Linked DNA regions of Mus musculus: regions 1, 2, 4 and 5 are each linked to region 3. Evidence: chromatin contacts called from public Micro-C and promoter capture Hi-C data. All regions are on one chromosome and are shown on one strand. Each heading gives the region's core, a stretch centred on a gene start, on an enhancer-like site or on the middle of the called end of the contact. The rest is flanking DNA. Distances are from core to core; before and after follow the strand shown.

Region 1 (2,970 bases), core at 405-2,904, 610 kb after region 3:
AATAGCACTTGCTACACGTACTTGTTCTTAAGTCTCCTACACGTAGGTGTTAAATGTATAGAATCACATACAAAGCTTTGTTTGGAGATAGGGTCCCACTTAGCCCAAACTGGCCTAGAACTTGCTTTGTAGTTAAGACTGGTCATGAACTCCAGATATCCTCCTGCCTCCCAAGAAGATGGACCAGGAACAGGGATTAAACAATTTGCCTTAGGTCATAAAGCCAGAAAGCTCCCCACATGGGATTTATTCCACGTTAACTATCAAACTGGTCTCAATTAGGGTAAACTGAAAACCTACTTTGGTGGCTCTTCAACCCTCACAAGTCCCACTTCCCCTAAGGCAGCAATTCACATTCCATGTTACAAACTAGACAGTGTTTCACAACAGGGTGGATGCCTAAGCTTAAGATTCCACAGGCTATAATCTGTTCAGGCATTTACAAGGATTCAAACGGACACCGGGAAAAGGGTACTGGCTCTTTTCATATTTTAATGACGACGCACATTTTAATCACTTCAATTTTATTTTTTATTTAGAGTGGTAACCTTGGGATTCACATCAGAATGCGCAGCAGGGATCCAGGAATATCTTGCTAGGATGTAACAAAGCTAAAAATCCCGCCAGAACCAAACACTGGCCACAGCTTAACCTGCATCCAGGTCGGAGACACAAGGACTGGAAACTGGCTTCACTCGATACACTGGCCTAGCTCCAGGGTCTTCATGGATTCCTCCAGCTTCAGCACTCCTGCGTGAGAAACACCAAACAGGATTAAGTGTCATGGAACAGGAGGAAGGCCGCATGATTCACCAGCTCTTTAAGCATGTTTTTGTGGACCTCTAATTAGAACCAGGGCTCCACTGGGCCAGTTCTAACGTTCTCCTAGAAACCTGGAGATGGGAGTGGGGTGGGGCAGGGTTACCTCAGATAACCCTGCCCAGAGGGATAAGTCCCTACCCCTTCTCACCTTAAGACTTACGTCTGGGCCCCCGAACTCCCAAAAGGTTGTCAGAGACGGCCTAGAGACCAAGGAGGAGTCCCAGGTGATGCCCAAAAGTAAGGCATCCTCAGAGGGATGCAAGCAGTGGAGATGTGAAAAGGGAGGTAAACTCGGTGGAGGCAGGAGGCTACTCCACCGCACCTTGGTTCAGGGCACCTGTTAGAGACTCTCACCTTTTTGCTGGCGCAGGTGGTACCTCTCAGCCATGGACTGAAGCATCCATTTAGCCCGAATCTTGTTGTTTTGAGAGCCGTAAATGAAGACCTCGATAAGTTCTTCGGGAGATTCCAGGTTCTTCAGCTCAAACATGGCCTGGCTCACCTGCTCGATGTGAGACATTCGAGATCCCTGTGGGCCTGTCCGGGGAAAGGCAATGAGCATAGTTCCAAGACCCGGAGCTTTGGGCCTTGGCAGCGAGGTCAAGAGTAGCTACTCACCAAACAGATATTTCAGCACCAGCGACTGGACCTGGAATACTTCTGGATCTTTCAGGTCTTCAGGAACTTTCACCCACGGGGGGATATCTTTACGGGTCACGAGGGTCACCATCATCCTGCCAAGGAACCAGACTTCAGGGAAGACGAGATCAAGCTTATCCACCACGCACGGCCCACAGCTCCAGGTTCAGGAAGTTTTAGTACCTGTGTGGGCGGTGTTTTACTAGACCACGCCCACTAGGGCCCGCCTCCTATGGGGCCCAATCCCAGGCGGCTCCCGCAGGCTATGCCCCTGGGGAGACTAAGGCAGGCCGCCTGCCTGATTCAAGCTAACTAGGTTTGTCGCCTGTATGTGTATTCGAATCTGGGGGTGGGGGTGGGGGTGGGGGGGGGTCTTGGGAATAGAAGTCAGTGCTGGTGACCTTCCTCTGGGAACTGACGGGGTCTGAACCCCAAAAAAGTGGAGAATCCACGCTGGAAAGTTCAAAGACTTCTAAAAGACTATAGCTTTTCCCATCCCGAAAGAATCAGATACTGGGATCTCATTTTGTCAGATGCCAAAGCAACTCCCAAGAACTCAACAATGATTCTTGTCATTTAATAAAAATGAAAAGGAAAATTGGAATTTTATTCTTTCCACCTAAAGCTCTAGGTGTCTTTAAAGTGTACCCACTATCTTCCTTCAAGGCCCTGGTTTGGATGGTTTTTCTCTGTGTAGCCCTGGCTGTTCTGAAACTCACTCTGTAGATCAGGCTGGCCTTGAACTCAGAAATCTGCCTGCCTCTGCCTCCAAGTGCTGGGATTAAAGGCATGTGCAGGCCTGGAAATCTTAGGGCAATGCTTTACAATAGAGAAGATGAGACAAAGCTGGTCAATTGTCATGTAAAGAGTGAGAGAGCCCCCCCCCCTTTAAATTAGATAGAAGGGCATTAAATGTGCTAATGTTCTGGACTCAACGACTATTTCAATGCAAGGAAGAAAATAAACAAATGTGAACAGCATTACAAAATTGTTTAGAAATGTCTACAGAGTGTCTGGAGTAAACACTTGGGAGGTAGAAGAAGCCTGGGTTCAAAGCCAGGCGAGGCTGTGCTGTGGAGACCCCCGTTTCCACAACAACAAAAGTGGGAACTTGAGAGCTGGCTCAGTCATTAAGAACACCTGTGTGGTGTCAATTTAGGTGGTGTGGAGGCCAGAGGTCAGAATCCCTGAGACTTACAGGACTACATAGGCACTAAGGACTTAAATTTGGATCTCCTGGAAAAGCAGTAATCCTTTCTAACTGCTCACCTCTCTCCAAGTGTCTATACCCTCAACTCTTCTGTAGTTTTGATATATATTTATATAGTGTAGGAGGTTATAGATGAAAAAGATAAATAAAATGGACAGAACATGACTACTCTTAGGTATGATGGACAAAGTGGCCAAGAAAGTAAACACCAAGGCCTGGTAACCACAATAGGTGGAGTGTATAGGGAAGGGCACTGGGAAGGGCAGCCCAGTCCCTGGACTAGAGAAGTTTTAGGTAGG
Region 2 (2,784 bases), core at 207-2,706, 770 kb after region 3:
GCTGTCCCGGAGCTCCAGCTGTAGACCAGACTGGCCTTGAACTCAAGGAGATCTGCCTACCTCTGCCTCCAGGGGCTGCAATTAAAGCCGTGAGCTAAATTAGTTCTTTTTGAGCCTGGGTCTTGCTATCTACCAAGGCTGGCCTAAGACTGTAGTCCTAGCTGATTCTGAGCTAGCACACCTTTCTCTACACCCCAAGTGCTAGGATTGCAGGAATGGTCCATCCACCATGTCTGACTTCTATTGGCTTTCTCAATATTGGCTGAAGCTTCTCTACTCCTCGAAAGTTCTGCAGGAGAAATCCCAAAGACAGCAAATTCTCTATTAAACAACTGACTGCATTTTTAAGGAACCACCTTCTAACTTCCAGGCCTCAGCCAACTTCTTTCTGAAGTCCCTGTTCTTGGCAGAAAAGCCAGTTCTGTACTGAGATCCATGCTGGCCTTCAGCTATAGTGGGAATGGGGCCAAAGGTTTCAGAGGTGGAGTTCTTGATTTTGTTCCATTTTGAGACGTGGTTTCTATTTGTAGTCCAGGCTAGCCACAAATTTGCAGTCTTCTAACTTCACCTGTTTACACTTGGGTATTGTAGACATATGTAACCATGCCAGGCTCCTATTCTGTGTATGGGGCCCTGCAGTTTTGGTCTCAAACTCACTATGTAGTTGAGGATGACTTTCAACACCTGATCTTAGAGTTGGGATTAAAGGCAATATTGTTTCGAGACAGGGTCTATGTAGCCTGGGCTGTAATTTGCTATGTACACAAGGCTGGCCTGGAATCCACAGAAATGGCCCTTTGTGCCTTCCTAGTGTTGGGGTTTAAAATGTGGGTCAACCTTAGACCGGAGAAAAAAACTATTTCGACGACTGTCTGATTAAAGCAAGCTGTGTTTAGACTGTGCACTTTCCCTAAGTTCGGGTCTCAGAACATCCCCTCACTGGCTTTTGAGGTCTCTTATATGTGGAAGGGTTAGGGTTGATAGAGAAGAGCTGTTGAGATAATTGGCTGTTAGCCCCTGGACATAGAAGTTGGGGTGGGGACATGGTGGTGGAGGAGAGGGGCTACTCAGGACCTAAGGCAGTCTGTGGGGTGTGGAAGGGCACTCATCAAGGTATCTGGAAAAACATTTCCGTAAGGCAAAAGGGCAATCATAGCTTACAGATTCAGGGGTTTAGCAAGGCAAAGGGATTTACAAAGGGTATATACATCATGGGGTTACAAGTTAAGCACAGGTTGAAAAACATGGTTTGTAGAATACATTATTAGGCTTAGGAAACAAATTTATTCTTGTAAGGTATGGAGACTTAATAACAACGTGGCTCTTTAACAACATTGTGGCTCCAGGTTTGGTTTCAAAGTCACCACACTTGGCCAGAATTGCGGTTAGGAGCTAACATTGCCTTTTAGAACAAAAACTGAGAAGCAAGGGTCAGGAAAGTCTTTTTGCCTCGTGACCCTGCTGCCTCCAGCGGCCAGAGGCGGGAGCGCGGGCGGGTGACGCCAGGGGCTCCCCAGCCCGCAGTGACTTTCCATCGAGCCCTTTTAAATGCCTTTCTTTTGCACGTGGTTTCTGTGAGTCATCTCCTTTCTCCAGACAAAGAAATCTAGGTTTTGCTAATCGGGTTTCCTGAGTCCGCTAAGGCATGAGTCAAACTCGTGCTTCCCGAGTGCTGTAAGCTCTTCTTGCTCCTCCCCCAGGGGAAACGCCCGCTGCCGTGGGGCAAATCCGAGTTTCTGGGGGGCCGGGGGGGGGGTGTCAAAAAATTCACGCGGAAGGTGAGTGCGGCATGGAACCTGTCGTAAGTCCCAAGCGTCAGAAGAGAAGAGCGTTTGTGTGTTTTAAAAATAGTTCTCTTAAAAATCTTTGGACAGGCTCGGTGGCTCCAAGGGTAAAGGAGCTTCTATCAAGCCTGAAGACCTGGGTTCAGTCCCTTGGGAAGGCGGAAACCGAAAACCGGTTTCAATAAGCTGTCTTCTGACCTTCACACACGGACTTAAATTATTAAAATAAGTAAATAAATAACGAATGCGTGAATGAATGACTGTCTGGGCGTGGTGTGGCATGCTTGCAATCCCAGCACTTGCCGCCAGGTGGAGGCAGGGGGATCCAGGCCAGCCCTCATTACAGAGTCAGTTTGAGGCCAGTTTGGATTTCCTGAAACTGTTTCAAAATAGAAAAATGTGGTTATTAGAAAAAAAAAAACATTAAAAAAGAAGGGCTTTATACTGGGGTAAGAGAGTGTAGGAAGAGGCAGAGCTGAGGGACAAACTCCAGGCAAAGTAAATCAGCCATTTGGCAAGGCCCGTGGCTGCCGTGAATATCAACAAGTGCCACTTTGTCCCACAGTGCCACTTTACAGCCTAGCCAAACCGGCGATGCCCGAGGGTGCAGGCACTTAAAGCCCAGCGCCAGAGAGGCCTGCTTTGGCTTTCTTAGCCTTTAGTCAGTTCCAGATTGACCCTGACGGTCCTCCCCCCGCCCCCCCCCCCCATGATTGATTTTTCTTTTTAATTTCCAAACATTCTAGTTAAATAAAGGAGTTCTGGTGGCACAGGCCTGAGGTCTTGGCTTTTGTGAGGTGGAAGCAGCAAGGTCAGGGACTGAAGGGCAGCCTTGGATGTAGGAGACCCAGTCTCAACAAGATAAAATGAAAATTTAGAAGAGAAAACCTAATCCCTCCTTCACTATTCACAAATGCTTTTAACGTTTTGTTTGGTCTGTCTTAATAGTTTTTGTTTTGGGAATACAGAATGTCTACACATGAGTGTACTTATCAGCATT
Region 3 (2,828 bases), core at 47-2,546:
TAACTATTAAATCTAAAGCAAATGTGGAAGTCCATGCCTCTAATCCCAACACTCAGGAGGCTGAGGCACGATGGCTGCCTGGAGTTCAAGGCCAGGTTGGGCTATCTAGTGAGATCTTGTCTCTAAGTAACTACATGTTGAAAATGTAGTTACAATGTGTGTGTGGGGGGGGGGAGGGTGTAATAAATGTTTTCTGCCCTCTGTACATGAATGGATCATCTAGTTACTGCATATATTTATACAGTTGCAAAACATTAATCGAATAACTATTCGGGCAAGGTACCTTCCCTTCGTTCCCACGGAATCCAGTTCCCAGAGCCTTCCGCACTCAGGGTAAAGCTCTCCTGAGCAATAGAATGACCACCGCTGGATGGACCTTCGGTTCTGAAGGTGGGGAAACTTCTGAAGAAACTTCTCACACTGCACACTTGGAGACAAGACAAGACAAGACCTCTTTTGCACAGTGAGTGATCTCTGTGCCGACCAGAGATCCCATTGGCAAATAGTTAACGTACAGGGTTTACAATGATGATATACATATATCTAATCCCTGCCCATACATGGACGCATGTAAATAACCAGCAATCAACTCTATGCATATCCATGCCATGTGGAGTCGTACAACATTTATTAAAAAGTATTACTCAGCCAGGCAGTGGTGGCACATGCCTTTAATCCCAACACTTGGGAGACAGAGGCAGGCAGATTTCTGAGTTCAAGGCCAGCCTGGACTACAGAGTGAGTTCCAGGACAGCCAGGGCTACACAGAGAAACCCTGTCTCGAAAAACCACACATACACACACACGCACACACACTCACACAGTATTACTCAGCCAGGCGTGGTAGTGCACATAATTGATCCCAGCACATGGGAGGCAGGAGGATCTCTATGAGTTCGAGTCCAGCAAAGCCAGTCCAGGACAGCCAGGGCTACACAGAGAAACCCTGTCTTGAAAAACCAAGAAGAAAAAAGAAAAAAAAAAAAAGGATTACTCTTAACTTTATACCCTTTCTACCAGTACAGAGTTGAACAGATATTCAGATATTTCAGCTCTCTCTCTCTCTCTCTCTCCCTCTCCCCCCCTCCCTTTTTTTTTTTTTTTTTTTTTTTTTTTTTGACCCAGTTTTCTCTTAGGACCCAGACTTTTCAGTCCTTATTCGCAGACAGCCCCGCCCCCCCGCGGACACCCTCGGCCTCAGCCCCGCCCCCGCCCCAGGCCCCACCCACGACCTGCCGCTTCGTTCCCCGCCCCCGCCGCAGCCTATAAAATCTGGAGCGCGGCGCACGGAGCGGCAGGCGCGGAACTGGGCATGCTCTGTGTCGCCGCAGCTTTGGGTCGCAAGTAGGAAGCCCGTGCACGACACCGGCGGCGCCGAGTGGAGCGCTGCCGCGGCGGCCAGGGCCGCAGGGCCGGCGTGGGAGCGCGAGACCGGGCGGCGGCGAGAGACCCCGACCCGGGCTGTCAACCGCGCGGCGGGGTCCGAGCCGGAGCGGGAACGGACGGGACGCCCGCCGCGCGGCCCGAGGGCGCCCCCAGAGCGGAGCTGCGGCCGGGAGGAGGACGCGGCCATGGGGCTGCTGTCCCAAGGCTCGCCACTGAGCTGGGAAGAGACCCAGCGCCACGCCGACCACGTGCGGAGGCACGGCATCCTCCAGTTCCTGCACATCTACCACGCAGTCAAGGACCGGCACAAGGACGTGCTCAAGTGGGGTGACGAGGTGAGCCCGCGCGCCTTTGTTCGGCCAGGCCGCCCGCGGCCCCGCCACCGGCCCGGGCTCGGCGCTGGCCACTCGGGCTCATTCATTCCTGTCGGGAGGCAAGCCGCTCGGACACAGGGAGGGCCTGAGCGGGAGGAGTGTGAATATCTGCCTCCCGGCGTCCGGTCGCACTGTTCGCCTTGGAGATGAGTGTGTACAGGACCGACTTGCCCGGCTGGCTTGCTATCACGTTTCAAATCTCCAGGGTGTTTGCTTCGGCCCTCGGTTTTCTCTAGCTCTTTTTCTTAAACGCCTGACACATCTCACATCTGTCCGCAAACTTTAGAGTTATACATTGCAACAAATACATTGCTAGACCTAAGGACTTGGGGTTGTCTTCCTAAAAGACGGGAGACTTCATTATCCGGTTTAACTGTAAATGCTTACAACTTAGAGGTTAGGTAAGACTGGTTAGAGCCAGCAGCTAAGCGTTACCAGTCAATGCTAAAACTTGTGCATGATCTCTGGGACCCATTTGTTCGAACCATCTGAAAGCGGCAACGCTAAAAACATTTTTTTGTGTGTGCATCCCCTATTTTTAAATAAGCACATTGATAAAAAGATACATAAAGTTAAATAACCTCTTGAGTCTGACCTTTATTGTGTGGGGTTGGCATTTACGGCAGATAGCGTGCCACTCCTGTATGTATTTATCGTTTAGTATTATCCTTGGGCTAAGTTTCAAAGTGTTGCTGTACCGGCATAGACTAGCTTGCGAAAAGTTAGTTTTTCTGTATCTAATGTTGGTAGATGATTCTGCCATCTGCAGCTGAAAGAATTATGCTTGGCCTAAGGAAGTATTAGGACTAATATATATTCCTACAAAAAAAATTGTCTATCACCACATTTTCTTTCAGGAAAGGGACACACTCGTTTGGCAGTTCTCCAGTTTTAGTCCAAAGTTTGTTGTGTATTTACATTTGACAGTTCTTCATTTGTGTTCCGTGTATCATATACAGGGCAGGGATATTATGGGTTTTATCCACTTGTTTTTCCTAGGGCCTAACTAGGAAATATATATAGTTGGCAGCAGCAAATTGTGGCGTCCTTTAAGGTTCTCATGGAACC
Region 4 (2,763 bases), core at 65-2,564, 830 kb after region 3:
TGTATGTCTGTGTACCACAGGTGTGTCTGAGTAGGGAGGGTGTTGGCTCTCTTGAGCTGGAGTTATGGATGGTTGTAAGCTTCCATGTGGGTGCTGGGAACTGAACCCTCGTCCCCTGGAAGAGCAACCAGTGCTCTAACTGCTGAGCCATCTTTCCAGTTCCCTAACAAACTATTCTAAAAATAAAAACAAAACCAAAACAGATCACCCAAAAGCCAACAGAAGTAGTCTGAATAAAGTCAGAAAGTAGGGTAGTTACCCACACAAGTGGGAAGGATGGTTAAAACAGTTACGAAAGAATTCTTTGGTAATGTCAACAAAAGACATACCGACAGAAGACTGTTCCGGGCCAACAAAGGCAAATTTCCAGTTCAATTCTTTCTCACACCTATATCCTTGAATGTGTCCAAGCCGATTTGTCCTTTAGTTTTCTGTAGCTTCAGGAAGCTACATTACAAAAGTGTAGCGAAATCCAGTGAAGACACATACTTGTGTTTTGGGGGATGGTGGGTATGGAGACTAGAACCTTGTCAGGCAAGGACTATACCTCTGTGCAACATGCGCCCCCCCCCCCCCCCCCCGCAATGAAGATGCTTTTTGAAGTAGCACCTGCAAGACCTCTAGTACGGCATATTGTCTTAGAGTGCTAAAGATATCTTATCTTGAGAATAACCTGTTTCCTAACTTAAATTGCAGTCTGATAGACAAGGAAAAAATAGAAATGTCTGCAATATTTTGGTGTCTTACAGCACAAGATATTCGCGGGATTATGCAACTGTCCCCCGCACACTCAACAGCTGTTAACTCTTCTTTGTTGTTGTTTTGTTTTTGTCTCTCCTCCCCAACAAGGCGCTACCAGATCACATGTTTACAGGCCGGCATAAGCGGAAACCTGGCGGCCGCTGGAGGGGAGCAAGAAGCACTTTGGCCCCTTTGCTTATTGACTCGGATCGGGTACCCCTCCGACCCTGAATTGCTTCAGTCCCGCCAGCGCCACAGGCACCTCCGTCCCGACCCACAGCACTACAGCGGCTACCTGTCCCCCCGACCCCGCAGCCACTCCTTCAAGGCGCCCACGGCCGGGAACCACCCGCCCGCCAGGAACGCTGCCACTAGCAATCACTCGGTGGTCCCGCAGCTCACCCGCTTCGGTCTGCCGGGCGCCCGGCAGGAGCGGGGTGCTGTCCGAGCTCTCCTCATCGTCGTTTCCCGCCGGACCCCGAAGCAGGGGCCTCATAACGCCTGGAGAGCAGATGTGCCGGCGTCGTTGCTTGGCCAACCTAGCTCTCGGCAGGACAGCCCTTCGCCGTGCTGGCTGGGCGGGGCAGGATATTGCCCCGCCCCAGGACACGCCCATATCTGGTTGCCTGTTCCTAAGGCGCCATTTTAGTTTCGGGCAATTTCCCGCTGTGGGCAGGGTTGGGTTGGGCGTGGCGTTTGCGCTGTGCAAGATGTGTGTCACCAGCGGTAGGGAGCCCAGGACTCTGTTACACTAGTAAAAGCCCGGGCATTGGACAGCCTGAAGGCGGCGATGGGGTTTGCATCTCGCAGTGATAGGGAGCTAGGGAAATGGGCAGGGACTATTTGCCTTCTAAATGTCTATAATAGTTTTCAGTCTTTGTCCGTTTTGTGACAGCATATGGCTTTTGAAAAGTAGCAAAGGAAATCATGTTTTGTCCGACGAAATTGACTGTTTCAGAGGTGAACCCCAATGTAGGCAGCTGCCTTTTCTCTTTAGGAAGATACTGTTGATTGTACCCAGGGCCTCACACATATTAGACTAACGCTGATACATACCATTGACCTACATCCCCAGCGGGCAGGCCACGTGATGTATGAGCGTGGGGGAGTTTTCTCTGTAAATCTAATTTGGACAGATTTTCCCTACTGCTGACTCTAAGAAAGAGGAACTAGGAAAATGCTTCAGTCAGCCTTGGTGGGGCCATCGGGCCTCTGAGTAATAAAAGCCATATCTGCAGACCGATGGAAAAGACAGATGTGGTAGACGCCCTTAGAGATTTCCACGCAGACCAAGGAAGAGCAGAGGCTCAGAAAGTCAGGTGAGGCCCCTGTCTAGAAGAAGGGCTGACTGAGATTTACTAAAGATATCCCTAACTCTTGGGCCAGTAAATGCTGATGGGCAAGTTTTCAAAAAGACAGCTGTAGAGATAAAGCCCTTGAGTTTGTGCATACCCGCCTGGCAAATTCTTATAAAATGTATGTACAAACAGCACTTCTGGTGTGGTTAATTTGATGTGTCAGTTTGCTTGTCCTCCATGTGAGTGGATTTCAATTTGTTTGAAGGTTTGATTAGAACAAAAAGATCAGCTTCAAGCCGGGCGTGGTGGCGACACCTTTAATCCCAGCACTCGGGAGGCAGAGGCAGGCAGATTTCTGAGTTCGAGGCCAGCCTGGTCTACAGAGTGAGTTCTAGGACAGCCAGGGCTACACAGAGAAACCCTGTCTCAAAAAAACAAAAACAAACAAACAAACAAACCCAGCTTCCCTAACTCATCCCCTTGTACCCACCCCCCCACCCCTGAACTCCTCCAACAGACGGCTTCAGATTTCATTAGCCTCGGGGTTCTCATCTTTCTGCACCTCTGCTATCCTGTGTGAGCCAATAGGTTTGTTCAACACTGTATCTCCTCTCCTTTATTGCTAAGATCATCCTTTTTGGCAGGGACAGCCAAGGGAATCTTCCAACATAGGGAATCAGATTCCAACAGCCTTGGGGAGTTTGAAATCAGCAGCACCATGTTT
Region 5 (2,809 bases), core at 111-2,610, 690 kb after region 3:
GCTGTCAAATCTGATGATGTGGGTTCAATTCCCAGAACCCACAGGATGAGGAGAACTGACTCTCTCAAGTAGATCTCCATATGTGCACTGTAGTATGAGTAAGCCCATACACATACTCACATGCAAATGAATACATGCAATTAAAAATTTAAATATATATAGTTAAATGGAGGGGAATAAAGTGAAAGATAGTATAATCACAGAATTTATATACAAAATACTAGCGTTCCTGTGCCGTGTGAGTTTTCCCCCTCCTGTGAAAATGTGAATAAATGTATATTTACCTGAGGGCACCAAGAACAAGCCAAAGAAAATTATTCCACTCAAATATAATTTAGTGAAACTATAAGTTTTTTGGAGGTATTTACAGGAGTGTGGATGACTCAAAGACTGCATTACAAAAGTCCAGGGCAGTATGGATGACAACTCACAAAAGTTGTATCCCTGAGCCCCCGAAGGACTTGCACATCTGATGGTCCTGGAGTCTACCCCCTAGCAATGGTCCCTGCTTGTATAGCCTGAAGTAGGGGTGGGCCTGGCAATTTATAAATCTTCCTGGGACTGAACCTGTAAACTTTGTTCACTTCTGGACTTTTATGAGACTCCCTCCTCTAGGAAGGAATATTTCAACTCAGAGGAAAACTTGTATATGCATATAAAAATAGCTACTAGCAACAAAAGACTGGCATTCCTTTAAAGTAGGGACAGAGCACTTTGTAGGAGTTACACATTTTTTAATTCTCCATGTCTTGTGTGTATATTATGTTTAAATAGGAACCAGAGAAATGGCTCAGTGAACAAGATCTCTTGCTCTTTGCAGAGAACCTGCCGTGTTTGATTCTCAGCACCCACATAGTGGCTCATAACCTTTTATTGCTCCAGAAAATCTGATGCACTCTTCTGACTTTTGTGGGAATAGGCTAGATCGAGGCGCGCGCGCACACCCACACACCCATACACCACATGCACAGGCAAAACAATCATACACATAAAATAAATGTCAAAAAAATGTTTAAGCTGTATATAAATAATGGAGTTTTGATTTGGAGACGTGATATTCATTTGTAGACCCAGATGGCCTTCAAGATGAGGATTAGAACTCGGATTGCCTTAGTCGACTAACCTCTCAGAAGATTTTGAGGCGAAATGATCAAATTTATTGTTCATAGGTGGCAACCTGGCGATAAAGACAAGTCCACGGGAAAAGCCTAACCTCAACCTCCAAGATAGAATCTCCCGCCAGCGCTGAAAGTACCTGCGGGGGGAGGAAGGGGGGGGGAGAACGCACAGGGCCTGCGCGCACCTCCCCGCGGCGAAGCTCCAACCCGCCAATCAAAAGCGTCGCTGGACGCAGGCGCGCTACGCGCTGACTCGGCCAAGATGGCGACGCCCAGCTGGCTTCTACTCCGGTGACAGTTCCGGGCGTCTCTAGCTAGCTTCCCTCAACATGTTCCTTCTCCGAGGCCGTGGCCATTGGGCCGCAGCGTCCCTCGGCAGACGGCTGCCTTTGCGTCGCCTCCGCAGCGACAGCGCGGCGCCCTGCACCCCGCACTTCGACGTGGTAGTTATCGGAGGAGGGCACGCGGGGACCGAGGCGGCCGCCGCCGCCGCTCGCTGTGGCTCGCGGACCCTGCTTCTCACGCACCGCGTGGACACGATCGGTGAGGAGCCCCGCGGCCGCGGCGGGAACTCTACGTCCGACCGAGCGCGGGCAGGGTTGCGGTGGACCGGAGTGGCCGGTGCCCGGGGTCAGGGAGCGGAGGACTGAAAGCCACGGCGGCTGCTGGGCAGGTCGCTGGGTTGACCCTCCCCGTATTGTCATCTCAGAGAAATCCCGAGTTAACATTTTCACACCCGTCTTGTTAAGCGACCGACGTGGTGCGTCCACGGAGAGCTTGTCAAGCTCTGCCGCCGCTTGTCGCGTTCCGTATTTCCATTGCGTGTTTTGTGCTGATAGGCGCCTCAGCTTACGCACCTCGTTTTCATTATCCATCCGACACTTGATAAACATTAGGCTGATCCCGCTTCTAGGCTCTGGCGAGTAGTGTCTCGTTAAATATAGAAGTCCACTTGTCACTTCACACAGATTTAAATTCTTTTAGACATATACACAGTAGTGCAAAACCTGTGTTCTATCAACGCTGTAGGATATGTCTAAAAAACATTTCAGAGGCCTACTAATGATTCTCATAAATGAGACAGTGCTGTGTAGACCAAGCTGGCTTGGAAGTCACAGTGATCCATCTGCCTCAGCCTCCTGAGTGCTGGGATTCAAGGTGTACCCAATCACGCCTGACCAAAGTGATGAAGGAAGGTGGTACATTATCAAGTATTCCTTGGCTTCAAAGAAGAAAGGTAACTTGGCTTAGACGATAGAGTCCATAGGAATGCAGAGAACGGGAATGAGTCGCCCATTTTCTGCTAATTCCTCCTCTCTTTGAAGTTAGAGGAGAGCGTGTTGGGGTTTATTGTTTTAAATGAATCTGATTAGTCTGATTACCTTTCCGAGCACTCTTTATTAAGTAATATGTACAGGGTACTCTATTATGATCATATCCATTCTCTTTAGGTCAGATGTCCTGTAATCCTTCCTTTGGTGGCATCGGAAAGGGGCATTTGATGAGAGAAGTGGATGCCTTGGATGGTCTGTGTTCCCGGATCTGTGACCAGTCTGGTATACATTACAAAGTGCTAAACCGGCGTAAGGGCCCTGCTGTGTGGGGACTGAGAGCACAGATTGACCGGAAACTTTATAAACAGAACATGCAGGTGAGCACAGGCGAGGCCAGGGGTGAGCACCCACGGTGAG

What was found. Promoter capture Hi-C pulls out the DNA fragments that hold promoters and counts their contacts. A called contact is a pair of places that touch in the nucleus more often than the background predicts.
Region 1: a contact with region 3 is called in a Micro-C map of embryonic stem cells, with 7 times the contacts expected there. The contact joins the promoter of Dppa5a here to the promoter of Gclc in region 3. A contact is called at or near these places in 1 of 39 promoter capture datasets (erythroid cells) and 1 of 484 Hi-C or Micro-C datasets (embryonic stem cells).
Region 2: a contact with region 3 is called in a Micro-C map of embryonic stem cells, with 2.8 times the contacts expected there. The contact joins the enhancer-like site here to the promoter of Gclc in region 3. A contact is called at or near these places in 2 of 39 promoter capture datasets (both in liver), 1 of 484 Hi-C or Micro-C datasets (embryonic stem cells), 3 of 115 datasets of contacts at active chromatin or transcription factors (memory CD8 T cells, microglia and thymic regulatory T cells) and 2 of 9 other capture datasets (adipose tissue and pancreatic islet).
Region 4: a contact with region 3 is called in a promoter capture Hi-C map of erythroid cells, with 21 times the contacts expected there. The contact joins the promoter of Slc17a5 here to the promoter of Gclc in region 3. A contact is called at or near these places in 2 of 39 promoter capture datasets (erythroid cells and pre-B cells), 1 of 484 Hi-C or Micro-C datasets (CD4 T cells) and 2 of 9 other capture datasets (adipose tissue and macrophages).
Region 5: a contact with region 3 is called in a promoter capture Hi-C map of erythroid cells, with 15 times the contacts expected there. The contact joins the promoter of Mto1 here to the promoter of Gclc in region 3. A contact is called at or near these places in 1 of 39 promoter capture datasets (erythroid cells), 1 of 484 Hi-C or Micro-C datasets (rod photoreceptor) and 2 of 9 other capture datasets (adipose tissue and pancreatic islet).

What each region holds. Positions count from the first base shown.
Region 1 is chr9:78,366,545-78,369,514 of GRCm38.p6, forward strand. Dppa5a (developmental pluripotency associated 5A) reads right to left here and starts at 1,655. Exons shown (of 3, transcript NM_025274.3): 1 at 1,441-1,655; 2 at 1,177-1,359; 3 at 508-750. The coding sequence starts at 1,555. The coding sequence ends at 692. RefSeq lists cis regulatory regions at 1,792-2,970, 1,792-2,970 and an enhancer at 1,956-2,970.
Region 2 is chr9:78,525,950-78,528,733 of GRCm38.p6, forward strand. No RefSeq gene overlaps it. Among named protein-coding and RNA genes, the nearest start is that of Eef1a1, 46 kb to the left of the region's middle. Within about 2 kb of position 1,457, at least 404 of the 459 cell types and tissues checked have an H3K27ac peak or open chromatin away from gene starts, as enhancers often do. A contact at or near this core is called in adipose tissue, embryonic stem cells, liver and 4 more, where this site is marked.
Region 3 is chr9:77,753,239-77,756,066 of GRCm38.p6, forward strand. Gclc (glutamate-cysteine ligase, catalytic subunit) reads left to right here and starts at 1,297. Exons shown (of 16, transcript NM_010295.2): 1 at 1,297-1,721. The coding sequence starts at 1,572.
Region 4 is chr9:78,586,731-78,589,493 of GRCm38.p6, forward strand. Slc17a5 (solute carrier family 17 (anion/sugar transporter), member 5) reads right to left here and starts at 1,315. Exons shown (of 11, transcript NM_172773.3): 1 at 1,144-1,315. The coding sequence starts at 1,237.
Region 5 is chr9:78,446,850-78,449,658 of GRCm38.p6, forward strand. It overlaps Mto1 (mitochondrial tRNA translation optimization 1), which reads left to right and starts at 1,361. Exons shown (of 12, transcript NM_026658.2): 1 at 1,361-1,661; 2 at 2,570-2,769. The coding sequence starts at 1,448.